Regions from separate parts of the Mus musculus genome. Here regions 2, 3 and 4 are each linked to region 1. The links are chromatin contacts, called in public promoter capture Hi-C maps. All regions are on one chromosome and are shown on one strand. Each heading gives the region's core, a stretch centred on a gene start, on an enhancer-like site or on the middle of the called end of the contact. The rest is flanking DNA. Distances are from core to core; before and after follow the strand shown. Region 1 overlaps Slc38a6 (solute carrier family 38, member 6). Region 2 has its middle 22 kb from the start of Six4. Region 3 has its middle 8.0 kb from the start of Gm34016. Region 4 overlaps Mnat1 (menage a trois 1).

Region 1 (3,519 bases), core at 297-2,796:
TCCTAAAAGTGTGTGTTTTCTTTAGATTTATCACTGTATAAAATTTTGATTGAATTTGTTAAAGTCCCAAACTAGATAAGTTCCAAATAGGAATAGTATTTACTTACTTGTCTCCGCAAAGACAAAAGCTTCCTTTCTTCCTCTGCCCCTTTGTATGCTGGGATTTAGCCTGGAGCAAACATTTGCAGAGTAATTATGTGCCTGCAACAGGGCTACAATGGCAGTGTTGACACAGCCACAACTGGGGCTGCAGGAACAGGACGGCCACAATTAAGAGTCAAATCCTGAAGCATGCCCGTTGATGGTCCTGGGAAACAGCATCCCTCCAGCTGGAGTTCCCTAGCTCTGCACCCGATTCTGGCCAGCTTTCTCCACACTCACCAATAGCACGAACGTGAAAACCTGAAGAGGTGAAAGTGTGTGTTCATCAGGAGTACCAACAAGCACACTGAGAATTAAAGTCTCCCCCCACTTCTGCCTCTCTTCTGCTCTGTCTGCCACTGACGATAATAGATAATCTTTGCAGTTATTATTGAAAGTGTGCTTCCTCTTTGAGTTGCACTTTAAAAACAGAACCAGTGTACTGCTGGAGTTTTGAAAATTGACACAAGAGTCTTTGATGAGCAGGATTCCCCACTGATCAGATGTAAAGCACTCCTGTCATGCTGGGCCCTCCCCTCCGCCCAGTGACCATGTTAAAGGGTGACCCCATTCTCTCTGGGAAAATCGGAGCATCAAGGAAACTTCTGTTTGGCTTTATTGAAAGCATCAACTTGTGATGAATTTCACTACAGATCATCTAAGTGCTGGTTGCATTTACTTTTACAGGTAGTAATTAAAAAATGGGCCGTTCCTTGTCCTGTGACCTTAGATTGCATCAATGAAGTCTTTCAGGTAATAATTTTTAGCTTTTTTTTATTTTTAACCTTTCAACTAAAAAAAAGAAATTGAAGATAAATGATTATTTTCCTAGTTGGTGAAAGGTAATAGTTACGTAACAGTTTAGACCTTTTCTTTGAAGTAATTTGATTTGAAATTCTAGTAGTAATAAATTCATCATATTTGTTGATGTATTCTGACTTTTAATACCTATTGGTTTTTCTTTTCCCCTCAATACTCTTAAACAGATTTCAAACGCAACAGATGACTGTAAACCAAAGCTCTTTCATTTCTCCAAAGAGGTGTGTAAGTTATTAACAGATACTTTTGGTTGATTTTTCACATTTCAAGTTTTAAGAGATTTGTGTTACAGGGTCTCTTAGGTCTTTGTACCTGTAACTAATTAATTTTCATGAAAGTGCTAAGTATAGGATTGCCTACCAGAAGAATAATATTATTTAACACAGGGTGGCCCATTATGAAACAGCCACCTTTTTCTTTTCTTTCTTTTGGCATGCTTTTAAATGGAGCCTGTTTTAAATGGGCCTTTGCCTAAAAGAACAGATTTACCAAATGTCTGGTCTGGCCAGTAAGGTCCTCTGTGGATATGGCTTTCCTGTTGCGCTCTGGACTTGTAAAGCTAAATCGCCAATTACATCAAAAACTCCTCCCTGGTGAGTAGGACTTTGGTCTCTAGTTAAACAGCCTCATCAATGGGCCAGCATTTGAGTACTGCCAGTACCTTCTGAGCAGAACTCCAGGGAAATTTATGATGTTCACAGCAGAGACCAGAAACCCAAGTCCCATGCCCACTCTTAAGAGAGCTGTAGGCTCCGGAAAGTGCCTGGAAGAATCCCTGAGCACAAGCAGGCAAACAGGGGCTCCGGCTTTGCTCTCACGGAAAAGGCGGAGCCTTCCTGTTTCTGGGAGTCTCTTCCTCTCGACTTTGTTTTTCTGCTGAAATGTGGTTTTGCAGGCCCCAGACACCAGACTCTCCTCTCCTCGCTGCACAGCTTTGTTAGTATAGAATGTTAATGTGGGTTGTTCTCCGTGCAAAACTTTCCCTTTTATCTCCAGTTTATAACAAGAAGCGTCTTCCCAAGCCTTGTGAGGAGGTCACCACATCTCTCACACGGCGGAGACCTCCGTGGGCCTTAGATCAGGGCAGGGGAGTTGACAGGCCAGGAAACTGAGCAGCTTATGAAACAGAGAACGTGTCTTAAGCTCTCATTCCCCTAATACAGCTTCAAGAAACACAACGTCCTAGGTACGATATTCCAAAGTAGGCCTTCATCTGGAACTTCTTTTGGTGAAGAGCCCAACACTAGCTCAGGAGAAATATTTTTAGACCAGAAAAGAGAAAATAAATCATTACCATCCATTTGTTAAAGACAGTTCTTTAATGTAGAGGTAATAACGTTTGGCTTGCTAGTTTTCTCTGGCTCTTGTTAAGTATTCTAATAATAATTTTTAAAGAAACCTTAGGCTTATGTATTACATGAGATCCTAAGGAGTTTTTCAGGTCTAGAATTAATGATCTTGGTGCTCATTAAGAAAGATCTTGGTCATGGATTCTGGCAGTACAAAGATGTGGCTTCTATTTGGAGTACTTACTTGGATCGAGTAACTAAAAGCAGATTTGAAAGCATTAGCACTATTGCTGCTTGGGTAATGAGATGTATTTAAATCGTGCATACCTTAAGAACAACTGGAATTATAATAAAAATTATTTTAAATGTAGCTCTTTATATATTACCTAAATTAGTTTTATCTTATCCAAATAATGTAGAAAGTGATCATTGTAATAAAGCAACATGATTTGAGAGGCCAGCCAGAAAATGTGGTTAGAATCGGCAAGCCACCTAAGCTATAGTAGTTGCTGGCCACTGCAGATCCTCTTCTCTCCTCTCTCCCCTCTCTCTCTCTCTCTCTCTCTCTCTCTCTCTCTCTCTTTCTGTCTGTCGTATGAAGAGATCATTCACAAAAGATGGCACAGATTTGACTAAGTTGTTTTTTAGAAAGAGCTTTATTGTTGTGCTGGCAATGGCTCAGCTGTATGAGTGTCTTCGGCAAGCCTGACTCCTTAGTCACCCTCTGACCTCTGCAAGGGCTAACTAAATAACAATGTAATTAAAGCAAGAAGAACTGAGGTTATTATCAAATACAAATGATGTAACAGATAATAGTGTTTTGTTCTAATTTTTTTTCAGAGCGTTTACGCCATACCAACCATGGCTTTTTCCTTTCTCTGCCATACCTCAGTATTGCCCATATACTGTGAGCTTCAAAGGTACTGTGGAACGCTGTGGCCTTCAGATCAAGTCACATTCTCACTTATGAACCCTTCCCCATTGCCCTGAATTCCAAGTGTTAGCTTACAAACAAAACAAAGTAATTGTTTTAGTCGGGGTTTTATTACTGTGAAGAGACTCCATGACCACAGCAACTCTTTTTTTTTTTTAAAGATTTATTTATTTATTATGTAAGTACACTGTAGCTGTCTTCAGACACTCTAGAAAAGGGCGTCAGATCTTGTTACGGATGTTTGTGAGCCACCATGTGGTTGCTGGGATTTGAACTCAGGAACTTCGGAAGAGCAGTCAGTGCTCTTAACCACTGAGCCATCTCACCAGCCCCCCA
Region 2 (3,519 bases), core at 445-2,944, 250 kb before region 1:
TGCAAAGGATATCAAGATTGTTATAGTTCTGGAGAGTGCTTACAGGACACTGTGAATGCACGCAATACTACTAAACACCATATATATGTTATATATCCACAGACAAACATATATACTACAGACCATATATATGTTATTTATACACATACAAACATATATACTAAACACCAAATATGTGCTCTGGCTCTGAGCTATATTCCCACATATTTCCAGCCCCAAAACTGTGCATTGGTTTGGTTTGTTCTTTGAGACAGGGGGTTTGTCTGTCTGTTTGTTTGTTTTAAAATGGTTTATTTATTATTTTGTGCATTGGTGTTTTGCCTGTATGTTTATCTGTCTGAGAGTGCTAAATTCCTGGAACCAGCATTACAGACAGTTGTGAGCTGCCAAAGAATTGAACCTGGGTGCTGGGAATTAAACCTGGGTCCTCTGGAAGAGCAGCTAGTGCTCTTAAGCCATCTCTCCAGACCCAGATTGATTTTTTTTTTTATTAATGTGTTGTCTTTTGCCTGAGTGAGTGTGTGTGTGTGTGTGTGTGTGTGTGTGTGCATGTGTGTGCCATGTGTGAGCCTGATTCCAATGGAGGTCAGAAAAGAGCAGTGGGTACTCTGAAACTAAGAATCACAGATTGTTATGAATCACCACGTGGTGCTGGAAATTGAACCTGGGTCCTTTGCAAGATCAACAACTGCTTTAATCTCTGAGCCATCTCTCCAGACCAGACCCAGGGTCTTAACACTGCAGCCTACATTGGCCTGGGACTCAGTATGGCGTCTAGATTAGTCTCAAACTTGTGGCAATCCTCTTGCCTCTGGTTCCTGAATGCCTAGGCTACAGGTATGAACCATGCCTGATTAAACATCACATTTGTTTAGATTTATTTATTTTATGTATATGAATGTATCATTTGCATTTATGTATGTGTGTCATATACAAGCCTGGTGCCAACTGAGGTCAGATGAAGGCATCAGATTCTCTGTAACTGCAGTTATGGATAGTGGTGTGTCATCATGTGGATGCTGGGAATTGAACCCAGGTCCTCTGCAAGGACAGCAAATGTCTTTTAACTGTCACACTATCTCTCCAGCTGTGAGTTGTATTTTCTAAAAAGGTTACAATAGTACATTTTATGTTGTATTTATTTTACCACAATTGAAAACAAAGAAGACCGGATGGCCTTCCTCCTCACATATATGTAATTACATATATACACATAAAATAATCTCTTTACTTCTTTTATGTCTGTATGTGTGTGGGTGTGTGTGTGGGGGGGGGGGGTGCCACAGTATGAAAGTGGAGCATCTCTCCACCCTGTGGGCTCTGAGGATTGAACTCAAATCGCCAAGCTTGGTGGCAAGTGCTTTAATCTGCTGAGCCATTTTTCCAGCCCCAGCTTTCTATAATTGCACAACCTAACTTTTATACTGTGACAGTAGCTGGCTTGTTGCACTTAGGAACGTGTAACAAGTCTACTCCACTGTGGCTTGGGGCCTAGTCTCACGCCTTCTCAGAAAGTAATGAATTAAATCGTAAGAAAGGAGGGCACATTATCTAATCTTCCTTTTCTTCAAAGCTTGAATTGTGATTATCAAGGTGTCTAGTGGTATATACAAAATGTGACTAAGGTACACAGTGGAATTAGCTAACCAAACAACAAAAGGCAAACCCAGGCAGCACTCGTCACCCATCAGGCTAGGCCAAAGCAAACAGAGGTATTTTGCACTGTGAGTTAAAGGTTAATAAGCAGACTTTGCCAGCTCAAGAGTGGCAGAGAAACGTGGAAACAATCCATCTCAAAGTCAAGCCACCAGCTAGGCCTCGGATAAGATCAGTAAGTCTATGCCTGCAAGGAGACTGGACAAAACCAGCTAGCTGGCTCTGGGTGTTAGAAAACAGTATTTTATTATCAGGTCAGTTTGGGGTAAACAAGCTCGATTCCAGGATCTAATCAGCAGGTAACTATGAGTGTTTTTGCTGGGTAACTAGATGGTCTGTGGGGATGTAATCTGGGCTACCATTCGGGGACAGAAGGAAAGACAAGGTGCTGGGTTTTTCACTTCATAATACCTCCACCATCATCACAGTTAAAATTAAAATGCTTTCACTGGAAACTCTGGTTCTCTGTGTGTGTGTGTGTGTGTGTGTGTGTGTGTGTGTGTGTGTGTGTGTTGCTGTTCTGTATACTGTATGTACACCTGTGTGCACAGGCATTTGCCAGAGAAGAACTTTGGTTGTCACTTTGGTTGTCACTCTCCTCCTTACTTCCTTGAGACAGGGTCTCACTGAACCCGGAGCTTGTTGGCATAAGTCATCCCCCTTCCCAGCACTAGACTTACAGGCACTCAGGGTGTGACCACACTTGACTTTTTTTTTTTTAATTCTTATTATAAACTGGTCGAAGTGGCACATACCTTTAGTCCTAGCACTCAGGAGGCAGAGGCAGGCAGATCTCTGTGAGTTTAAAGCCAGCCTGGTCTACAGAGAGAGTTCCAGGACAGCCAGGGCTACACAGAGAAACCCTGTCTCGAAAAAAAAAAAACAAATTTTATGTGTTTTTGTAATTTATCTATTTATGTGTTTGTACCTAAGAAGCTCAAATAGGTATCAGATGTTCTGGAGTTGGAGATACAGGTAGCTGTGGCCTGTCTGATGTGGACGCTAGGACTTAAATTCAGGTTCTGTCTCTAAGAACAATTTAAACTCTTAACTACTGAGCCATCTCTCCACATGCAACTCAGTAGATGGGCTCTCATGCTTGGTCAGCAAGTACTCTTACCCGTCGAGCTACTTGCTAGCCTAGCATTTACTATTTGATGGGTAAGCAGCCATCTCCTAGGTACCTTCCACTCTCATGCCTCTGCCCAACCTGTCCACTGGGTGCTGCCATCTTCTCTTAAAAAGCTGCATCCTGTTCCATGACTTTGTCCAACTTGGCCAATCACATTATCCCTAACTTGTGCACCATGACTGGGTCTTGACTGGAGTGTGATCTCAAATGGACCTATGAGAATGCATAAAACTTAGAAAGGACCCGAGTGATGTGCCCAGCACCACAGGAAATGAATGAACGAATGAATGCACAGGTAAAATGGGCCAATGAAAACATTTCTCTGAGGTTGTTACAGTGAACACTCCCAGCCTGTTTAGACAATGGGGAAACTTCTCTTTCTTTTCTTTCATTGGGTAATGTGTTACTTTTGATTATTCAGTTTAAGGCTTCCTATACACAAGTATTCTACCACCTCTACAGCTGCAATCCAATTCCTCCTTTGTCTATGTAAAACTAGAATATGTGACCCTTGCAGCTGCTGGGAACAGGGACATCGGGCTTATGGAGAAAACATAATTGTCTCTCACAGCTGACACTAACTCCAACTCAGGGAGGGGCAGAAGGAAGGAGCTGGTTCTGGGCAGTTCTAGCACCTGGCCTATGATTGTCTACATCCATCTTCTTCTTATTATTATTATTTTAAAGGACCTGAAGATGTAAAATGCTCATATTGAAATCCCGAAGCCCTG
Region 3 (3,519 bases), core at 615-3,114, 180 kb after region 1:
CAACAAAAACTCTGGTCAGTTTTTGCTCAGCTCTTTGACCAGTTGTGAGCCACTGAATCCCACTCTCGCATGAAGATGTCTGGTGCAGCTCTCTTTATAATTTCCTCAATTGGGAAGCAACTGAGATATCTTTCAGGAGGTGAGTAAACATACAAGCCATGAAATAATAACATAATAATAATAATAATAATAATAATAATAATAATAATGATAATAATAACAACAACAATAAACAGGTGCAGGCTAGCAAGCCATGAACAGATATACAGGAAGATAGAAGGAAGGAAGCCAGCCCGAGAAAGCCACGTGATGTATAATTCTAACTCTGTGGCATTCGGGAAAAGCAAAACCACTGAGGCAGTGAGCAGTGGTCGCCAGGGATTAGAGATGAAGTGGGGATGACCTAGCAGAGCGCACAGGGTTTTAGGGCAATGAAACTGTTCTCTGGAGTACAGTAATGAGGGACTCGGGTCATATACATTTGTCCAGACTGTGAAGCACAAAAAGGGAACCCTAATGTGAGCTATAGACCTTGCCAGATAGTTATGTGGGTTTGGAGGTTGTAACAAATGGGTCAGGTTTCGGGGTGCAGAGAGCATATAGACACCCTCTGTGCTTCCTACTTTTTCCTTCAATCCTTCAATCCTAAACAGTTCTGAAAAACAAAGCTTTTTTTTTTTGTTATTGTTCCTTTTGTCTAGCATGTTAGAAAGCAAGCAAAGGCAACTTTATCTACATTTTTCAGTGCTGGAAATGAAACTCAGGGCCCAAGGCAGGCTCCCCGGATGGGTCTAGAGAAACCGAAAAAGAAATGCTTTGTTCAAAAATTGAGTTATCTTGCCAGACGTAATGGGGCACGCTTTTAATTCCAGCACTTGGGAGGCAGAGGCAGGTGGATTTTTAAGTTCAAGGCCAGCCAGGTCTTCAGAGTGAGTTCCAGGACACCCAGGGCTATACAGAGAAACCCTGTCTCGGAAAACCAAAAAAATAGAAATAAAAAAATAAAAAAATTGAGTTATCTTATTTATGTTTAATTATGTGCGTGTCCGCAGTGTGCATGTGCTAGTGGACCACAGGATCCAGAAGGTGGCGTCCTAGAGCTGGAGTTAAAGGCTCTGTGGGTGCTGGGGATCAAGCTCGAGTCTTAGCCATTGAGCCATCTTTCCAGCCCTGGAGTGTTTTATTTCTAATGTCACTGGGGATGCAGCCATGCTCAGTGTGCAGCCGGTCAACTCCCTCCGGGTTAGATCCCACACCTGTCTCCTCAGCCTCATATCAGCGCTTGGTCAGGGCAGACCGCCCGCTACCCAGAATACCATGCGGAGGGTAGAGGTGGGAACCTATTGCATGTAGGCAGAGACCTGAACAACCTACAACCTATTGGACTTGCTAAGCTCCTGAAGGAGGAAGCTGCTACCACTAAAGCCTACCTCCCAACTGAGGTTAGACAATCATCCGGGACACCCAAGTTTGGAGCACAACTGGGTGATTAGCTGTGTCACAGACGCCACCCTCAACAATGTGATGAATATCCTGTTGAGAATGGATGGTGGGCGGCGGCATGCACTGCTTGGCTTTCCTGTCTCTATTTTCTCAGTTGACGGTGACACTCAGAAAGGAGAGAAAGACCGGGCAGGTTTAACGAGAACGGAGCTAGGCTGTCATTGTACAAAGGGAACACTGACCAGTTTATCCAGATTGAAGCCTACTCGGCACAGACTCATTATTAAAGTATCAATTTCCCCAACATTGCGATCCTATTCCCCAAACCATAGATTATTTTCTTCTCTATCTCTAAAGGCTCTGTGGCCTCTGTCTAAAGCCGCTGCAATAGCTGGACAAGGAAAAAAAAGAGCCTTTGAAGATTATGGTGGGCAACAGCGACCTCTGCTGGGAGAATGGGGCATACTTGCACCACCCTAGACTGACCCAGAAAGTAAGACTAAGCTTGTGTGGTGCTTGTGGAGGCAGAGGGAAAACACACACACACACACACACTTTCATTTCTGTTTCTAAACTACTTTGAAGTTCAAATCAAACGCGTAAATTTACCTCTTTTTAGCTTTGTAGAAACAAAATATGCTACGTGTTCGCCACTTCCACAGCTTATTGGTAAGTGATTTTTTTTTTTTTTTCAGAGAGCCTCACCGTGTACAGAGGTTCTAGGGCAGCCTAGTGCTGTTGATTAGTTAATGGATTCTTTCCCATCTACCTGCCTCCTGGAACTCCAAGGTGATCGAGCCCAAGCAGGAAAATGTGTGGCCCACTTGTGCCAAGTCTGAGCTCCGCGGCAGGCTCTCACGCTGTTAGAGTTCCGCGGCAGGCTCTCACGCTGTTAGAGTTCCTTGGAGGTAAGATGAATCTGACTGTATCTGACTCAGGTCAGTGTGGGGGTCGACCGCATTCAAAGAGACATTGGCACACCCTTTGCCAAACTTTCCTCCTTGATTGCCCAGGAATGTGGATGTTTATTCTTAGCTCGCTGTGGGGAGAACATTGTGAATACTTTTGAAAAGAGCGGCTAGAAAATGGTCAAACTAATCAGGCAAAGAAGCCATTAGCTTTTCCCTGAAAAAAATTATTTCTGCCTTTCAAATCTTGATATGCCACTGCATAAAAAAACAAGCTGGAAGGCTGCCAAAGCGTGTGTGAATTTGGGGGGAGGGAATTATTAATGGTGAGCCGTTGGTAGACATGCCTTTAATTTGGGGATGAGTAAACTTAAGTTCATTTTAAAGGTTTCTCTGCCTATACGACATTTACTAGAGGATGGGGTTGGAAAATCCTGGGAATGGCCAGCTATCTATCCGTAGGGAACCTGGCTGGTGGAGACAGGTACTGGCGGTCATCCCTTGTGCTCTGGTTGGTGGTCATCCCTGTGCTCTGGTGGTCATCCCTGCTAGCCATCTGAGAAAAGGGGACTTTGACGGAGAAAATGCCCCTATCAGATTAGCCCATAGGCAAGCCTTTGGGGCTTTCATGATTGGTGATTTATGTGGAAGGACCCAGACCTCTGTGGACAGTACCACCCTTGCGCAGGTGGTTCGGGGTTGTAAAAGAAAAGAGAGCAAGCCAGGAGGAACAAGCCAGTAAGCAGTGCTCCTCTGTGGTCTCTGTGCCTGTTCCTGCCTCCAGGTTCCTGCCTTTAAGTTCCTGCCGAGGCTTCTCTGATGATGGACTGTGATGTAGACCGGTCTCTTCCTAATCTGCTTTTGGTCATTGTGTTTATCATTCTAACATATCCGCGCAACACCGCTTCCTCACCCCACCAGCTCTGTATCATCACCTGGACGGTGCTGGGAGAAATACTCTGTACTTCTCTCATGGTTGAGGGACTTCCCGAGGATCCCGGGTAGTGACATGCTTGGTCTCTTGGGTAATGTTTCGGAAAGGAACAGAAGAACCATTAAGGTTGAGTCTGTGGAAGGTCCTTAGGTTATCAGGTGTGGCCTCTTGGGTTCTTGGGAATGGATTGTTGTAAAAGAAGGAAGCCTGATGTCTCTCACCACCACTGTATAC
Region 4 (3,519 bases), core at 459-2,958, 130 kb before region 1:
AAAGAACTGATTAGCCAAGTGGCTCCCTAAAGGCACTTTATTTCATCATTGCTAGGAGTTATTCTTCTTAGTTGAAATAGTCTTGTTGATCATATCTCAAAGTATATACAACTTATAGTGATTGACAAGTCATCACTTTCTGTTGATGACTTCTGTTAGAGGAAGAGCTTGTTTTTACTTAGTATACAAAGAAAAGTAAACATATAAGAAAAAATATATATGTATAAGAGTTAGAGTTTATTTCTCAGTACCAATGTAGCTTGCCTAAGTCTAAATGTATTTTAGAAATAGATTGTAAATATTTTCTGCCAATGGTATTTTATCATTTTCATTTTAAAAGAACCTATATATTAATACATAAATAAGAACCTTATACTTTATAATTAATGGCTATAAGTCCATATTGTGGCACATTAATTTGTACATGTTTATAAATATTTGAAAGTAGGGTTAATTCAGGTGATTCATGCTATATTATAGCTTCACAGTGTCTACCATGTGCCAAATATTTGATGAATAAATTATTTTTCTGTGATAGATACATGCTTAGTATCTTTGGCAGTGAAGGGTTTAAAACCTGGGTAGAGGTCTAGAGTGATGGCTCAGCAGTAAAGAGCACTAGCTGCTTGTACAAAGGACCTGGGTTCAGTTCCCAGCACCTGCATGGTGACTTGTTACAAACTCCTTTAATCCCAGCACTTAGGAGGCAGAGGCAGGCAGATCTCTGAGTTTGAGGCTAGCCTGGTCTACAGAATGAGTTCTAGGACAGCCAAGGGTACACAGAGACACCATGTCAAAAAACATAAAGAGATTTTATTTATATATTCCAGTTCTAGATAAGCTAGTACTATTTGCTGGCCTCCATAACCTCCAGACATACACATAATGCACAATAAAAAAAAATCTTGCTGGGCAGTGGTGGTGCACACCGTTAATCCTATCACTTGAGGGGCAGAGGTAAGAGACAGGTAAAGCTCTGTGAGTTCGAGGCCAGCCTGGTCTACAGAACAAATTCCAGGACGTTCAGGGTTACACAGAGAAACCCAAAACCAAAACCACCTAACCAACTGGGGGTGAGGGGAGAGAAAAACACCTTAAAAAAATCCCCAAAAGCCCTTAAATAGAACTAAGAGATCTGTCATACATTATTTGGGTGGGTGAGGTAGAGGATTGAAAGGGCTGTTAAAAAACCTGTGCATTCTTGAAAGCAACCTTCCTAATGTACCAAGCGCTGCATCAGACATGGAGTATGTATGACACAGGGTTTATACCTTCTTACTATGTTTTTACTGAAATATGTTTGTTTGTTTGTTGTTTTTTGTTTTGCCTACAGAGGAAAGATACATTTAGGTAACTTTGTATGAACCAATTTTATATTTTATTGCAGTCACAATGGCTATCTGTACAAGTTGTCACCATCACTGGCCAACTGTGAGTTCACTTCTGGTGTCACAATAACAATGTCTTCTTGAAAATTACTCTTATAGGGAATAACAGCAAATCAGCTAAGATGTTGTATGCCTAAAAAGCTCATTTTGAAATTTCTGGCAAATACTGTATTTTAAAAAAAAATTAGCACAGTCTTTTTAAGGAAAGAGGTTTTTGTCTCACCAGATAGTCTCCCTTGATGTTTTTCTTTTCTGGTCTTTTTATAGAAACAGACGTGATTTGCTGGACACTATGTCCTCTTGGCAACAAATTCTAGTCCAGCAGCAAGACAAGCATCAGAGAAGGAATTAAAAACAGTTCTCTCAACACTGTGTTGTTTGTCAGTGCCCAAAGAATATGAACTTAAAACAACAAAGATAAAGCAAATAAATTCCATGGGATCTCTCTTCCCTCCCTCTCTTGAGACTGGGTCTGGCTATGTAGCCCTGCCCTCCATAGTGCTCAGGCTTACTGTGGTCCTCCCACTCTTCCCTGAATACACAGCCTACAGGTAGCCACCCCTAACCTTCCACTCCTAAATAAGTTACTTTTTAATTCTGAAAATTTTTTTGCAGTAGTTTATATTGGTATACCAATACATACCTAGAAGTAAAGTTGAGATATTATTAAAGAACATTTTTCTATGTAGTAGTTGAACACTAAATGATGAGTTTTGAGAGTGAACATTACAAATGGATTTGTATGAAAAAGATTGTTCCCTACAGATCGTGATGGCATTTCAGAGCGAATTTACGAGAAATATTATTAAAATCTTGTCTTGGCCAAAATAGTATAATATAGCTCCTTAGGACCATTTGATTGCTAATGATGAACAAGAGTAAGCTCAGCTAGATATTAGGAATTCTTTGATAGATTGAAGCATATTATCAAAACGAGCATTGCTGATGAGCTGCCTTAGTGCATACAGGTTGGAACCTCCTTTCGGACTTTGCAAATGTAGTTTGAGAACAAAACATTTTAGTTATTGGCTAATATGTTTTAAAAGATAAAGGGCCATAAAGGCTGATTCTAGGAATAAGTCATCATTAATTAGAATGCTTAAAAAAATAGCATTTTTTTACGTTATGTTCTACCCATTCTAAAACATTTACCTTGTTTGTTGATTATAGTAGAGATTTGGGAAATACAGAAATAAGTGCTTGTTTTTTTTTTTTTAAATATGTAAACCAGACATACATTCAATTGGAGGACAATCTTGTTTGTTTTTATGATATTTGGACAGGCAGTGGTTATTTCTGCTTAGTCATCATGGATTCCTAGCAGGCTACCCTGGTGTTCCAGTCTCCCCCCCACCTCATTATAGATAACAAAAATGAGATTCAGAGAATTCCAATGGTTTGCCTGAGTTAATTCAACTTTAGAGGCAACACCAACGTAAGTACATAGTTCCCTTTTAGCCTTCAGACCCCTGCCCTCCATTTGTTCTTTGACAGTTACTGTAAATTTTGAAAAGTGAGGGAAAGTCATTTCTGTGTGGCTGTCAGGGGTGGGGATGAATTGCAGCTACCATGAAATGATGGTTTAGCAGGAAGTTGTTACTGTGCAGCTGTTACAGTGATGACAGGCTGACATCACCCCAGAGTGACCGGAACAGCAAAGTACAGAAATTACTCTGCTTGTTCCTAAAATAAATTGAAAGTACCTGAACTGCCACAGAAATGTGACTCTAATAAGTAGCTTATACACAGTGCGAGGCATAGTCTTTCAGCTTGCTTGCTTCTTAAAACATTAAAAATCCATACCAACACATATATGCATACATACATGCACACATGTTTAATTTATTAGGATATTTACCAGAATAGAAACAGTACAGAAATACCATATTTGATTTTTCTCAACGGCTTTCTGCAGACTTGTCTCTGGAAGTAGCCTTAGAATTAAGGTGACTCAGTGCCCAGGGAGTGAAAAGTTCTTTTTTTTTTTTCTGTTTTTTTTTTTTTTTTTTTTTTGGTTTTTCGAGACAGGGTTTCTCTGTAATCCTGGCTGTCCTGGAACTCACTTTGTAGACCAGGCTGGCCTCGAACTCAGAAATCCGCCTGTCTCTGCCTCCCAAGTGCTAGGATTAAA

The links. Capture Hi-C pulls out chosen DNA fragments and counts their contacts.
Region 2: a promoter capture Hi-C map of liver shows a contact between it and region 1. The contact joins two enhancer-like sites. A contact is called at or near these places in 3 of 39 promoter capture datasets (embryonic stem cells, frontonasal cranial neural crest and second pharyngeal arch cranial neural crest), 2 of 115 datasets of contacts at active chromatin or transcription factors (craniofacial prominence and embryonic stem cells) and 1 of 9 other capture datasets (liver).
Region 3: a contact with region 1 is called in a promoter capture Hi-C map of adipose tissue. The contact joins two enhancer-like sites. A contact is called at or near these places in 11 of 484 Hi-C or Micro-C datasets (3T3-L1-derived adipocytes, the C2C12 cell line, bone marrow-derived dendritic cells and 8 more), 4 of 115 datasets of contacts at active chromatin or transcription factors (craniofacial prominence, embryonic stem cells and fibro-adipogenic progenitors) and 2 of 9 other capture datasets (adipose tissue and liver).
Region 4: a promoter capture Hi-C map of adipose tissue shows a contact between it and region 1. The contact joins two enhancer-like sites. A contact is called at or near these places in 1 of 15 datasets of contacts at CTCF or cohesin (the NIH/3T3 cell line), 1 of 484 Hi-C or Micro-C datasets (nephron progenitors) and 4 of 9 other capture datasets (adipose tissue, embryonic stem cells, liver and 1 more).

What each region holds. Positions count from the first base shown.
Region 1 is chr12:73,340,580-73,344,098 of GRCm38.p6, forward strand. Slc38a6 (solute carrier family 38, member 6) reads left to right here. Exons shown (of 16, transcript NM_001037717.3): 9 at 829-894; 10 at 1,128-1,181; 11 at 3,090-3,169. Among named protein-coding and RNA genes, the nearest start is that of Slc38a6, 55 kb to the left of the region's middle. Within about 2 kb of position 1,547, at least 67 of the 459 cell types and tissues checked have an H3K27ac peak or open chromatin away from gene starts, as enhancers often do. A contact at or near this core is called in adipose tissue and liver, where this site is marked.
Region 2 is chr12:73,089,422-73,092,940 of GRCm38.p6, forward strand. No RefSeq gene overlaps it. Among named protein-coding and RNA genes, the nearest start is that of Six4, 22 kb to the right of the region's middle. Within about 2 kb of position 1,695, at least 12 of the 459 cell types and tissues checked have an H3K27ac peak or open chromatin away from gene starts, as enhancers often do. A contact at or near this core is called in liver, where this site is marked.
Region 3 is chr12:73,515,622-73,519,140 of GRCm38.p6, forward strand. No RefSeq gene overlaps it. Among named protein-coding and RNA genes, the nearest start is that of Gm34016, 8.0 kb to the left of the region's middle. Within about 2 kb of position 1,865, at least 28 of the 459 cell types and tissues checked have an H3K27ac peak or open chromatin away from gene starts, as enhancers often do. A contact at or near this core is called in adipose tissue, where this site is marked.
Region 4 is chr12:73,207,638-73,211,156 of GRCm38.p6, forward strand. The region is part of intron 6 of Mnat1 (menage a trois 1); the gene reads left to right. Among named protein-coding and RNA genes, the nearest start is that of Gm23910, 63 kb to the left of the region's middle. Within about 2 kb of position 1,709, at least 44 of the 459 cell types and tissues checked have an H3K27ac peak or open chromatin away from gene starts, as enhancers often do. A contact at or near this core is called in adipose tissue, where this site is marked.